Regions from separate parts of the Mus musculus genome. Here all the other regions are linked to region 2. Evidence: chromatin contacts called from public HiChIP or PLAC-seq data. All regions are on one chromosome and are shown on one strand. Each heading gives the region's core, a stretch centred on a gene start, on an enhancer-like site or on the middle of the called end of the contact. The rest is flanking DNA. Distances are from core to core; before and after follow the strand shown. Region 1 holds the start of Nodal (nodal). Region 2 has its middle 18 kb from the start of Prf1. Region 3 overlaps Adamts14 (a disintegrin-like and metallopeptidase (reprolysin type) with thrombospondin type 1 motif, 14).

What was found. HiChIP or PLAC-seq counts read pairs in DNA pulled down with a chosen protein or histone mark.
Region 1: an H3K27ac HiChIP or PLAC-seq map of embryonic stem cells shows a contact between it and region 2, with 13 read pairs. The contact joins the promoter of Nodal here to the enhancer-like site in region 2. A contact is called at or near these places in 5 of 39 promoter capture datasets (embryonic stem cells, frontonasal cranial neural crest, hippocampal neurons and 1 more), 3 of 484 Hi-C or Micro-C datasets (embryonic stem cells and liver), 3 of 115 datasets of contacts at active chromatin or transcription factors (all in embryonic stem cells) and 4 of 9 other capture datasets (adipose tissue, embryonic stem cells, liver and 1 more).
Region 3: an H3K27ac HiChIP or PLAC-seq map of embryonic stem cells shows a contact between it and region 2, with 6 read pairs. The contact joins two enhancer-like sites. A contact is called at or near these places in 2 of 484 Hi-C or Micro-C datasets (CD4 T cells and embryonic fibroblasts), 9 of 115 datasets of contacts at active chromatin or transcription factors (double positive thymocytes, embryonic stem cells and stem cell-derived neural progenitor cells) and 2 of 9 other capture datasets (adipose tissue and pancreatic islet).

What each region holds. Positions count from the first base shown.
Region 1 is chr10:61,416,710-61,420,002 of GRCm38.p6, reverse strand. Nodal (nodal) reads right to left here and starts at 2,031. Exons shown (of 3, transcript NM_013611.5): 1 at 1,508-2,031. The coding sequence starts at 1,703.
Region 2 is chr10:61,313,767-61,317,356 of GRCm38.p6, reverse strand. No RefSeq gene overlaps it. Among named protein-coding and RNA genes, the nearest start is that of Prf1, 18 kb to the right of the region's middle. Within about 2 kb of position 1,501, at least 19 of the 459 cell types and tissues checked have an H3K27ac peak or open chromatin away from gene starts, as enhancers often do. A contact at or near this core is called in embryonic stem cells, where this site is marked.
Region 3 is chr10:61,240,885-61,244,522 of GRCm38.p6, reverse strand. All of the region lies in intron 4 of Adamts14 (a disintegrin-like and metallopeptidase (reprolysin type) with thrombospondin type 1 motif, 14), which reads left to right. Among named protein-coding and RNA genes, the nearest start is that of Gm29861, 26 kb to the right of the region's middle. Within about 2 kb of position 2,287, at least 20 of the 459 cell types and tissues checked have an H3K27ac peak or open chromatin away from gene starts, as enhancers often do. A contact at or near this core is called in embryonic stem cells, where this site is marked.

The DNA of each region.
Region 1 (3,293 bases), core at 782-3,281, 100 kb before region 2:
GTCTTGCCATTTTAGGCTTCCCATATTGCCAGAGCTTTACACGAACTGCCTCCCTGCCCCCCACACCCTGGTACTGCCATTTGCACCAGAGTATGCTGAACAAGTGGGCACAGACAGCTGACAGACCCCACTTCTGCTATGCAGGAGTAGATGAAGTACTGAGGGAGTGGCCTGGGATGCCCCTCTCCTCTAGACCACATCCAGGTAGAGCATTTTTGCTGAAATGAAGGCCTCCGACACCATTGGTGGAATAGTTAAAACGCTAAAGTTGGTTGGGTTTATTTAAACAAGCCAGGAGACAGTAGTTCCCTGATTTACAAAAGCAAACAAAAATCAAAGTGATGTTGCCGTGGGCTCAGGTGACTGCAAAACCGAATCTGATGGACCTCAAGAGTTTCTCTGCATCCCAGATTGTCCCATCACCATACAAACCTTCCAGAACTTTCTAGAAGGGAAGTGAACTGGAAAGGTATGTTTTCCCGGCTTTACCTCTGTCCGACCCTAGGCGGAGGGGCCTAGCATCCCACTGATTTCCCATTGCCTTGCCCTCCAGGCTGTCCTGTTCCGCGGTCCCCAGATGACCCTTCAAGAGAGGGTCACCGGCAGTCACAGCCCAGACGCTGCAGGCAGGGGACTAGGGACTCCGCCTCCAGGTCGTGAGGGCCGGCGGGCGGCGGGTCAGACCGGATTAGAAGATGTGGATTGCGTCCGGGTCCCGCGGAGGGCCGTCTGGCCCCAGAGGACAGAGGAGCGGGCTGGCCAAGCTGCCCAAGAGGCGAGATGTTGATTGCGCCCAGGAAGGTAGTCCTGAGTCCGAACTCCCTCTCCTGGGCACCCACCTGTCGGCCTACTCTGGTGAGCATCACTCAGGTCGCTGGGTCAAACACACACACACACACACACACACACACACACACACACACACACACACACACACACACACACACGAACACCTCGATCCAAGTAGGTTCCGAGCCTGTTGGTCACCAAGGACACCTGACACCGCCCAACCACGAGAGTTGCCTGAGTTCTGGACTTTCTACACCCGATCTCTAATTTCGGATCTTTGAGCCCTAGTTCCTGGTGTCACTTGCTGCAACCGGGATAAAACCAGTAACGACTTGTTTTATTTTACGCCCGGTTCTGGGCAGAGCGTTTCTGGGGGAGATGGGGCGTTGTCACCTAGTCCCTTCTATAAGTCTATCAAAAAGGTCTTACGATTTCTAAACTACAGATGGGCAAACTGAGACTCGCAGGTGCTCAGTGGCGCAATCCGGCCCACGCCCTACCCTTTTTACCCTCTACCATTAGAGGTAGGACCGACCGGAAAGGCGGTGGCCCCTGGTTCCATTCCGATCGCGCCACTAGCGCTGTGCTGAGCCTGCCCACGGAGAAACAATTAATCCCAGTCTCTGGACGATTCTTGATGCTCAGTCCCCGCTGCAACCATCGCGCGCCTCCCGGCCGTGAGCCCTTAAGTGCTGGCGAGGCCAGGCTTGCAGCCTACCTTGCGCCTGGAGGCTGCGGATGATGTCCGCCCGAGGCAGCGGGTCTCGGTAGAGGCTCAACATGTACGCCAGAGGGGACGGTGACGAGGGCTGCCCCCGTGTCCACAGAGGCAAAGCGGCCGCGGTCGGGGCGCGCGGGTGGAGTAGAGCCCAACAGGCTTGAAGAAGAAGGATGCGGAGGCTGTGGGCACTCATGGTGGGCTGTTTGGACCCGCAAACAACACCAGGGTCCCTTATATCTGAGCCGCCGCCGCCCCGCCCCTTTCCCTCCCTCCCTCCGGAGAGGCCTATAACCTATAGGTTAAGAACTTATAACCACCCTGGAGGGGCAGGGCAGGGGAGCCCCTGCTGAGGGGAGGTGTGATGTGCTGAGAAAGACTACAGAGAAATTGTGGCGGGGGGGGGGGGGGGGAGTTAGGGGTGCATACAGACTCTGAGTCTAAACCGCCCCGCACCTTGCCCCTCTACCTCGGGAAGTCTCCCTGCTGAGACAGCGGGCTAAGGCTTGCTCCGAGTGAAGCTTGATGAGCTAGAGGTGTGTTGGAGCCCTGGCTGGCTTCAACCCCAGAACCACAATAATGGCTTCCTTACTCTGCCTCTTCTGGACCCCTCGCGGTCCTCTCCAGTTCATCCAAAAACAGGTAGGGAGTGCTGGGCTAGGGGCCAGTCCTCTCTTCTGGGTAGCACCAGGCTAGCCTGAGCTACATCCTTCATTGGCAAGGCCCCTAGGTAACTAGGGGTTATTGAGAATTTGAAAGAACAAAGATTAGCCGGGTATGGTGGCGCACACCTTTAATCCCAGCACTCGGGAGGCAGAGACAGGTGAATTTCTTTTTTTTTAAGATTTATTTATTTATTATATGTAAGTACACTGTAGCTGTCTTCAGACACTCCAGAAGAGGGCGCCAGATCTCGTTACGGATGGTTGTGAGCCACCATGTGGTTGCTGGGATTTGAACTCCAGACCTTCGGAAGAGCAGTCGGGTGCTCTTACCCACTGAGCCATCTCACCAGCCCAACAGGTGAATTTCTGAGTTCGAGGTCAGCCTGGTCTACAGAGTGAATTCCAGGACAGCCAGGGCTACACAGAGAAACCCTGTCTCGAAAAACAAAACAAAACAAAACAAAACAAAAGATGAGCTCTAGGGACCTTGTTCTTGGTGACAAATGCCAGCTTCAAATACCAAAGTGCCCTCCTGGGGAGCAAGGGGAATAATTACTGGAAGCTGAAGGCCCAGCTATAGGGAATCTTGATTCTTGGTGGTTTGAGGGTGACAGGTCCTTACCTGCTTGCTATGGGAGTTTTTGAAGGTGGAAAAGAAAAGCTGGAGGTTTGCTGGCTGCATCTCCTGCCTGCGGGGCAGAGCCCTGGGACATCTCAGTCACTCTCCAGACCTGCTGACTTTGTCTGCCCAAGACAGAATTAAATGTCTTTGGTTTTTCTCAAAGTAACTGTCCTCAGTCATATTTCTTGTTTATGAGGAAATTCAATGTAACAAATATGCCATACGCGTAAGGCTTAGGGTAAGGGGTGGTAGGGCAAGGGGTGGTCATTCTTTCACGCTGCATAAATGATTGAGTTCTTAGGAAGGGAGCCATTGAGAAGAGAATTTGCAGGATGGAAAGATCCTAGCCTTTGTGTTTTCAAAAGGGAAGGCGGGATAGAAATTACCTTTAAAGAAATGTAAATTCCTGTCCCAAAGTCCGCCCCCATGTTTTCCTCCTCCATGACTAGTTTTCTCTTAGTTACTCCCCACCCCCACCCTGCCCCCTTCAAGCCTCCAA
Region 2 (3,590 bases), core at 252-2,751:
ATTTGAATTAGGTGGGGTGGCAAGCCAGCCCCCATGATCCTCTCTGCCCTGCCCTTCTGTGCTGGGAGGTTATAGATTCATGTGAGACTATGCCCAACTTTTCTAGGGTTGTTAAAAGATGACTTTTTAAAACTTTTTTATCTTCTCGTGTGTGTTTGTGTGTTGGGGGGGTGCGTGGGTATGTATGTGGGGGCCCATGTGCTACACAGTACATATGTGGTAGTCAGAGGGTAACTTAGAAATTAGTTCTCTCCTTCCATAATGTGAGTCCTAGGCTTGAACTTGGGTCCTCAGGCTTGGCAGCAAGCACCCTAACCCCTGGAGCCAGCCCATAGAAACCCAGAAAGTGTTAAGGTCTCTTCATTTACCTGTCAGCAAAAAACATTCCTCAATACCTTGGTGACGAATTTTGTTTTTGTTGTTGTGTAGCTAGTTAGTAACTTCTCAAAATCCTTTTTTTTTTTTAAGCCCAGGCTAGCCTTCCCTTTCCCTCCCAAATGCTAGGATGACAAGTGTATACCACCTGGCTGGTCAATGTCTTGCCGATGCGTATTCCTATGGGACACAAGCCTAGGGAGAGAGATAGCTTAAATGGAGAATTATCTGCTGCAAGGAGGTTTCATAGAACTCCTATACTGGGGCTGGCGTTTATTATTTTTGTATACTTTTTTTTTCACAGAGAAGTTTCATTCCTTCTATTTATTGGCTTTTTGCTTTCCTTGGGTCAATTTCCCCCAAATTGGAATGGTTCCCAGTGAGTGACGGGACCCATGAAGTCATGAATGAGTGAGATGACCCCTCCCTTCCTCCTGTTCACCAGAGGCTATGGTACCAAGGGTGATCCTTACCTGGGGAGGCCCTCAGTGGCACGCCGCTGACTTCCTGGCAAAGCCTTTGATCCCTCGGCTATGGATAGACAGGGTTATAGTTTTATGATTTTTTTTTTCCCCAGAGAAGGCTTGCTGGCCCAGCAGGAGCAGGGCCCTTACAGGGACATGTCCCCACAACACACAAAGTGGAGTCCCTGAGCGCCAAGTGACTGTTTATTGAGCATCTAGTGTGTGCCTGACACATCCACCCCCTCTGCCCTGCCCCTTCATATCTCAAGGGAGTGGTGAGAGCTTTCTCCTTGACCCAGCGCTTCTCAGCCGTCCGTGGATCTGGCAGGGATAGGTGTCAGTCTAAGCAGAACTCATTCCCCATGGAGGGAGTTCCATCTCCACGCCTTCCCCACCATGATGGCTGATGTCTATTGTTGACCCTGACCACTTTAGAGTCTCCCCGGAGGCCCAGCTCTGGCATTTCCATAACAACATGTCCCTATGTTGTTAACTGAGGAAGGAGGCCCACCCTGCATGTGGGCAGTGATCTCCCATGGACTGGGGGTCTCAGACTGATTCAAAAAGAACCTTTTTCATTTTTTTCCCCCAAGGCAGGGTTTCACGGTGTAGCCCTGGCTGTTCTGGAACTCACTCTCTGCCTCTCAGTGTGGGATTCGCCACATTCTTTTGTCATCAGCACCACCACCACCTGGCTTAAAAGGAGTTGGTTTTAATCAGGTTGGGTGTAGTGGTGGGTGTGCACTTTTAATTATAACGCTCGGGAGGCAGAGTAAGATGATCTCTTAAGTTTGAGGCGGGAAGCCTGGTCTACATAGCAAGACCTTGTCTCAAACAACACCCCCCAAATAAAAACCCAAAACAAAACAAAACCCCAAACCAAACAAACGAACAGAAACAGAGAGAGTTAAAAGCCACACCTACTCAGTGCCATTTACCAAGCATTGGGCAGGGCCTAGCGCTCGCCTGCTGTGCCTTTGAGTGGCCTGCTGTGCCTTTGAGTGGATTCTTTCATTCATGAGACTTTTTAAAAAAATAGCCGTCCATTGGAGGTTGGGTTGGTGCTGCTGTGTATTCAAGTGCTAAATTCTGTACCCCAAGATCTGACTGCCCAAGACAAGCGAATACCCAGCCTTTGCTCCCCAATTTAAAACTATGGGCTAAATAAAACTGGTGATAGGGGGCTGGAGAGATGGTTCAGCGGTTAAGAGCACTGACTGCTCTTCCGAAGGTCCTGAGTTCAAATCCCAGTAACCACGTGGTGGCTCACGACCATCCGTAATGAGATCTGGCGCCCTCCTCTGGTGTGTCTGAAGACAGCTACAGTGTACTTACATGTAATAAATAAATAAATTATATTAAAAAAAAAAACTGGTGATAGATAGCCAGTTACTGGGAAACGAGAAGGAAGCAGGGCTTGGGTGACCTGGCTGGGGGTCACAGGTAGGGACCATGAGGAGAAGGAGGAAGGAGAGGGAGAGAGGAGGAGAGGGAGAGAGGAGGAGCATGGAGGAGGAAAAAAAAGGGAGATGAGGAGGTCTCCATCAGACCTGATGGAGCAGGAGCACATGCCTGCGTGAAACGCTCCCCAGAACTGACTGCTGGAGCAGACATTGCCAGGGACCAGGGAAGACAAGTATTTGGGGAGACAAACAGCAAGTATTTGGGGAGCGCAGTTGGGAAAGTAGCCAGTCTAGCAATAGAGAATATAGATTACATTAGGGTACTTTCCCAGTAGCTGCGCAAGTATATCACAGCCTGAGTCTCATTCATTTGAAGTTAGACAGGGATAGAAATAGTTAAGTAAGTTACAGGGGTCTCTGCAACGCCACGGCCAGCAGACTGTCAGTCTGAGAGAGGCGAGAAGGAAGTCTGGTACATGAGTGGCCAGTGTTGGTTCAGACTTTGAGAGTCCAAGACTGGGTTGTTTATTCCAGGCATATTTAAGCACAGAACAATTTGGCAAAAAAGTTTCCCCAGTGATAATTAACTCAATCTCCTGTGTACAACCAAGCTTAAGACAAGCAACATTGTCCATAAAGATGGGTTCTATAGATTTACTGAGAAACCAGGCTCAAGATAAACAGCGCCCGTGGTAAGGGGCCCAGAGGGTAGTGTTATAGACTGGCAGGGATAAACCAGAGTCTGGGGTGTGGCCTGGCTAGCCAGCACAGAAGTCACCCGGCTATTAACCACATCCATTCCAGCCTTCTGGGCAGACAGCGGGTTATACATCTCTCCCTTTGAAGAGATGACCGTGGCTGTCTAATATTGCTGGCTTCCCTAGTGCTTGCCTGTGAGCAAGGATCTACAAGTATCTACCTGCTTACTGCAAGTTTTTCTGTTCTTTACAGACGGGGTCCAGCCTGGGCTAGGTCTTAATCATACATATAGCTCAGGCTGTCTCTGAATTCATGGCAATCTTCCGAAGACAATGTTCCTGTCTCAGTTAACAGAGGGCTGGAATCATCAGCGTGTGCCAGATGGAATCTTGTCCAGTTTCGTGAGTTCAGTAAGGGCAGGAAGTGAATGGCGCTTTTGGAAATGGTCAGTGCACGAGATAAGAAGGGAGTCGTGGGAGCCTTTCAAAGGAAGCCTTTCTGGAATGTTCAGATTGCAGGGCTGAAGGTGACAAAGTGTAACCTCTCATGCCCCCAGCAGGGCCACGGACCTGTAAAGCACAGGTCAGAGGCATTTCCTCTGCTCAGGGGACAAATCCCATGCTTTGCTTAATAAATAAGCATGGTCAGA
Region 3 (3,638 bases), core at 1,038-3,537, 74 kb after region 2:
GTGGGCTTGAGTAACCAGGGAATGAAGGGGGTGCTCTCGGGGCTATGGCAGAAGAGGAAACTGGGAGGTTCAGGGCTGAAGCAATGTGACTCGGGAGGGGAGGGGAGGGGAGGGGAGGCTGAAAAAAAGGACAAAGATCACCATCCAGATTTAGGGCTTCCCTTGGACACAGGAAGAGACCATGGATTTTTGCTATTCTTTTTTTTTTTTTTTTTTTTTTTTTAATTTTTCGAGACAGGGTTTCTCTGTGTAGCTCTGGCTGTCCTGGAACTCACTCTGTAGACCAGGCTGGCCTCCAACTCAGAAATCTGCCTGCCTCTGCTTCCCAAGGGCTGGGATTAAAGGCGTGCGCCACCACTGCCCAGCTTTGCTGTTCTTCTTGTTCTTTTTTAAAAAAGATTTATTTTATTATTTTATGTATATGAGTACACTGTAACTGTACAGATGGTTGTGAGCCTTCATTGTTGTTGGGAATTGAATTTTTAGGACCTCTGTTCACTCTGGTCAACTCTGCTTGCTCAGTCCCTGCTTGTTCCCGCCCAAAGATTTATTTACTATTATACATAGATACATTGTATCTGGCTTCAGACACACCAGAAGATGGCCTCAGATCTCATTTCTGGTGGTTGCTGGGAATTGAACTTAGAACCTTCGGAAGAGCAGTCAGTGCTCTTTCCCACTGAGCCATCTTGCCAGCCCCTTGTTGTTGTTTTCTTTTGAATTTATTTTCTTTTATATATCTGGGCATTTTGTCTGCATGTATATCTGTGTACCACATATGTGCCTGGTGCCCTGGTAGTTCAGAAGAGGGCATAGGGTCCCCTGGAAATGGAGTTATGAATGGTTTTGAGCCGCCATGTGGGTACTGGGAACCAAAGCTGGGTCCTCTGTAAGAGCAGCAAGTATTCTTGAACCTCTGCACCGTCTCTCCAGCCCCTGTTTGTTTTGAGATCAGATCTTGCTAAACAGCACAGGTTGGCATCTCTTTCCTTTATTTCCCTTACTCTTGTCCCAGGGAACTGAACCTAGAGCTTTACCTAGACCTCTGTCCCCTGGCTCCTTGCTCTTAACTCTTTATGTTGACACAGGATCTTGCTAACTTGCCCAGGCTGGCCTTGAGCTCACCCATGATGACTGCGCCATCAGCTCATCCAACAGTGAGAAGGAAGAGGTCTTTGGATAGATCATAAGGAGGACGCTCCTTTTCAAGGCCAGAGTACCTTTGAAACCTGCTCAGCGAGGTGCGACATGTTTAGAAGGATCTGGCAAACCCCTCTTTTTTTTTTTTTAAAGATTTTATTTATTTATTATATGTAAGTACACTGTAGCTGTCTTCAGATCTCATTATGGGTGGCTGTGAGCCACCATGTGGTTGCTGGGAATTGAACTCAGGACCTCCAGAAGAGCAGTCAGTGCTCTTAACCGCTAAGCCATCTCATCAGCCCCTGGCAAACCCCTCTTACTGGGAGCTGAGAGAGAATGCCACTGGCCTGGCAAGGAAGCTATGGGAAGTTCCTCCTCAGACCTGGTGGTTAGGTATGTGGAGGCCAGCTTCCTGCTGCCCTGCTTTCCCAGGCCCTTCTCCACATCTCCCTATTTTACTGTTAGGCAAAGGAGGCCTGTGGCCCACCCTGGCATTCTTGGTGTTCCCAATTATGATGCTCTGATTTTTGACTCTTGCCCTATGCCTTTAGCCAGGAATCATTATCAGCTTCCCCTAAAACCAATGCTCTGAGATTAGTCTTAGGAGACTGCTCTGTGGGTAGCCTGGGCTTATTTTTTCTTCCCTCTCTTTCCTCCTCCTCCTCCTCCCATTCTTCCTCCTCTTTTTTCACTTGTTTGTTTTTGAGATGGTGTCTTCCTGCGTGTTCTAGACTGACCTTGGGCTTAGTATGTGGCCCAAGCTGTCCTTGAACTCTTGATCCTTCTGCCAGCCCCATCCCGAGTGCTGGGATCACAGCAACAGCCCCTCCATCCAGCTGGCATTTTATCTGTAGGCTGGGCTGCTTGCTCCTTGCTGGCTTGCCCTTTGCATAGGAAACAGGGTGCAGCTGAAGCCATGCTACCCATGGAGCCCTGCTTCTGTAGTAGGAAGCCTCAGAGCACCCACACAGGCTTAAGGGATTGTCACCACACACACCTGCCGAGCAGGCTCTGTCTTCCCTTAACAAAGGATGGTGAGCTAGACTTCCTGCCCCTGGAGGTAGGCAGATGGGCAGGCAGGTAGACAGCCTCACCCTCCCATGGGACTCAGAGCACTTCCTCTTCATTGTGTGGGGCTTTTGTTTGGCTGGGAAGTTGGAAGCACAGACAGCCTTGGGGGGAGACTTCATGGACCCAGGGACACAGGTGTCACTTTACTTTGGCCTTGAAGCTCCGCCCACCTGAGGACTTGTCTCTGCCAGGCTGGCCTGGCGCCATCATGGGGGATATCTGGTTTCCTGACTGGATGCTCTTACTGTGTTAGTGTGTGGAGGCTGGGTGGGGCGAAGAAGACTGGGGCAGATTCAGAGTGAGGCAGTTACCATCAGCCAAGGAGATTCTGACCCCAGAGTGGCCAAGGCTGCAGAGAGCAGGTCTTTCATGCTAAGCCTAGCCTGGTTGTCCAGGTTACTTCTGCATTCACTTGGGTTGTGCTAGAAAGATCTAGAGCTACGGATGATAGGCAAGGGGGTGAGGGGGTCCCCTTCTCATTCTTCTCTCACCTGATGGGAAACTTTGGGTGCTTTTTCTTTTTCTGTGCCTTAGTTTACCCTTTTCCCTGGTCCATTTCCTTAGTGTTTCTTTAAATCTCAGTACCAGGGAACCCTTTGAGGCCCTGAGACATGAGTAGTTATTTTCAGGGTTTAGCATGCACTTGCTGGGGAGCCTGTCAGCAGAGGTAGCCTCTCATTCATTCACAAAGTATCAGTCTGGCTGCACAGACACAAAAGCCTCAGTCCTCTGAGATAGCCAGAGACTCATTGAGGATAACGCTGAAGGGGCTCAGAGGAGGCAAAGACCTGAGAGGCAGGATTGCTGGTCTCATCCAGGCAGCAGTCTGAGCATTTTTGTAGCTGGCTTGTCTCTCTCCCATAACCATAGCCCTGTGAGGCCGCGTCTATTAACCTCCGGGGCTTGGAGGAGCTAAGCAAGCTGTTTGGAATCTATACAGCAACTAAATGGCAGAGCCAGGCTTTAAACTAAGATCTGTCTGCTTCTAACGTTTATGTATCTTACCTACCACAGCTGAACTCGACAGGCAGCTGTCGGGAGGGGAGAAGGGAGACGGGTGCCCTCACCTAACAATGTGCAGACACATGCATGCAGGCACGCACTCTCAAGATTGAGCACATGTGTGGCCTCCCGCATGCCCGTGCACACACCCGGCACTACCTTAATATGGGTTTGCTTTTAACTTTTAACAACAAAACAAAACAAACAAAAATACAGTGGGGTTTGGAAGAGCGATGAAGAAAGGGAGAGGAGCCAAAGAGAAGGAGCAGGCCGCCTTAGGCTGTATTTCTGTAACCACTAAAGGAGGTGGGATTCTGCCAGCATCTCACATCAGGGAGGCCCCAGGGTATCCTGCTATGCAGGAGGCAGCTCCTCACCCAGCGTCAAACTGTCCACGGTGGCAGGTGACACCTCTGCCCTAA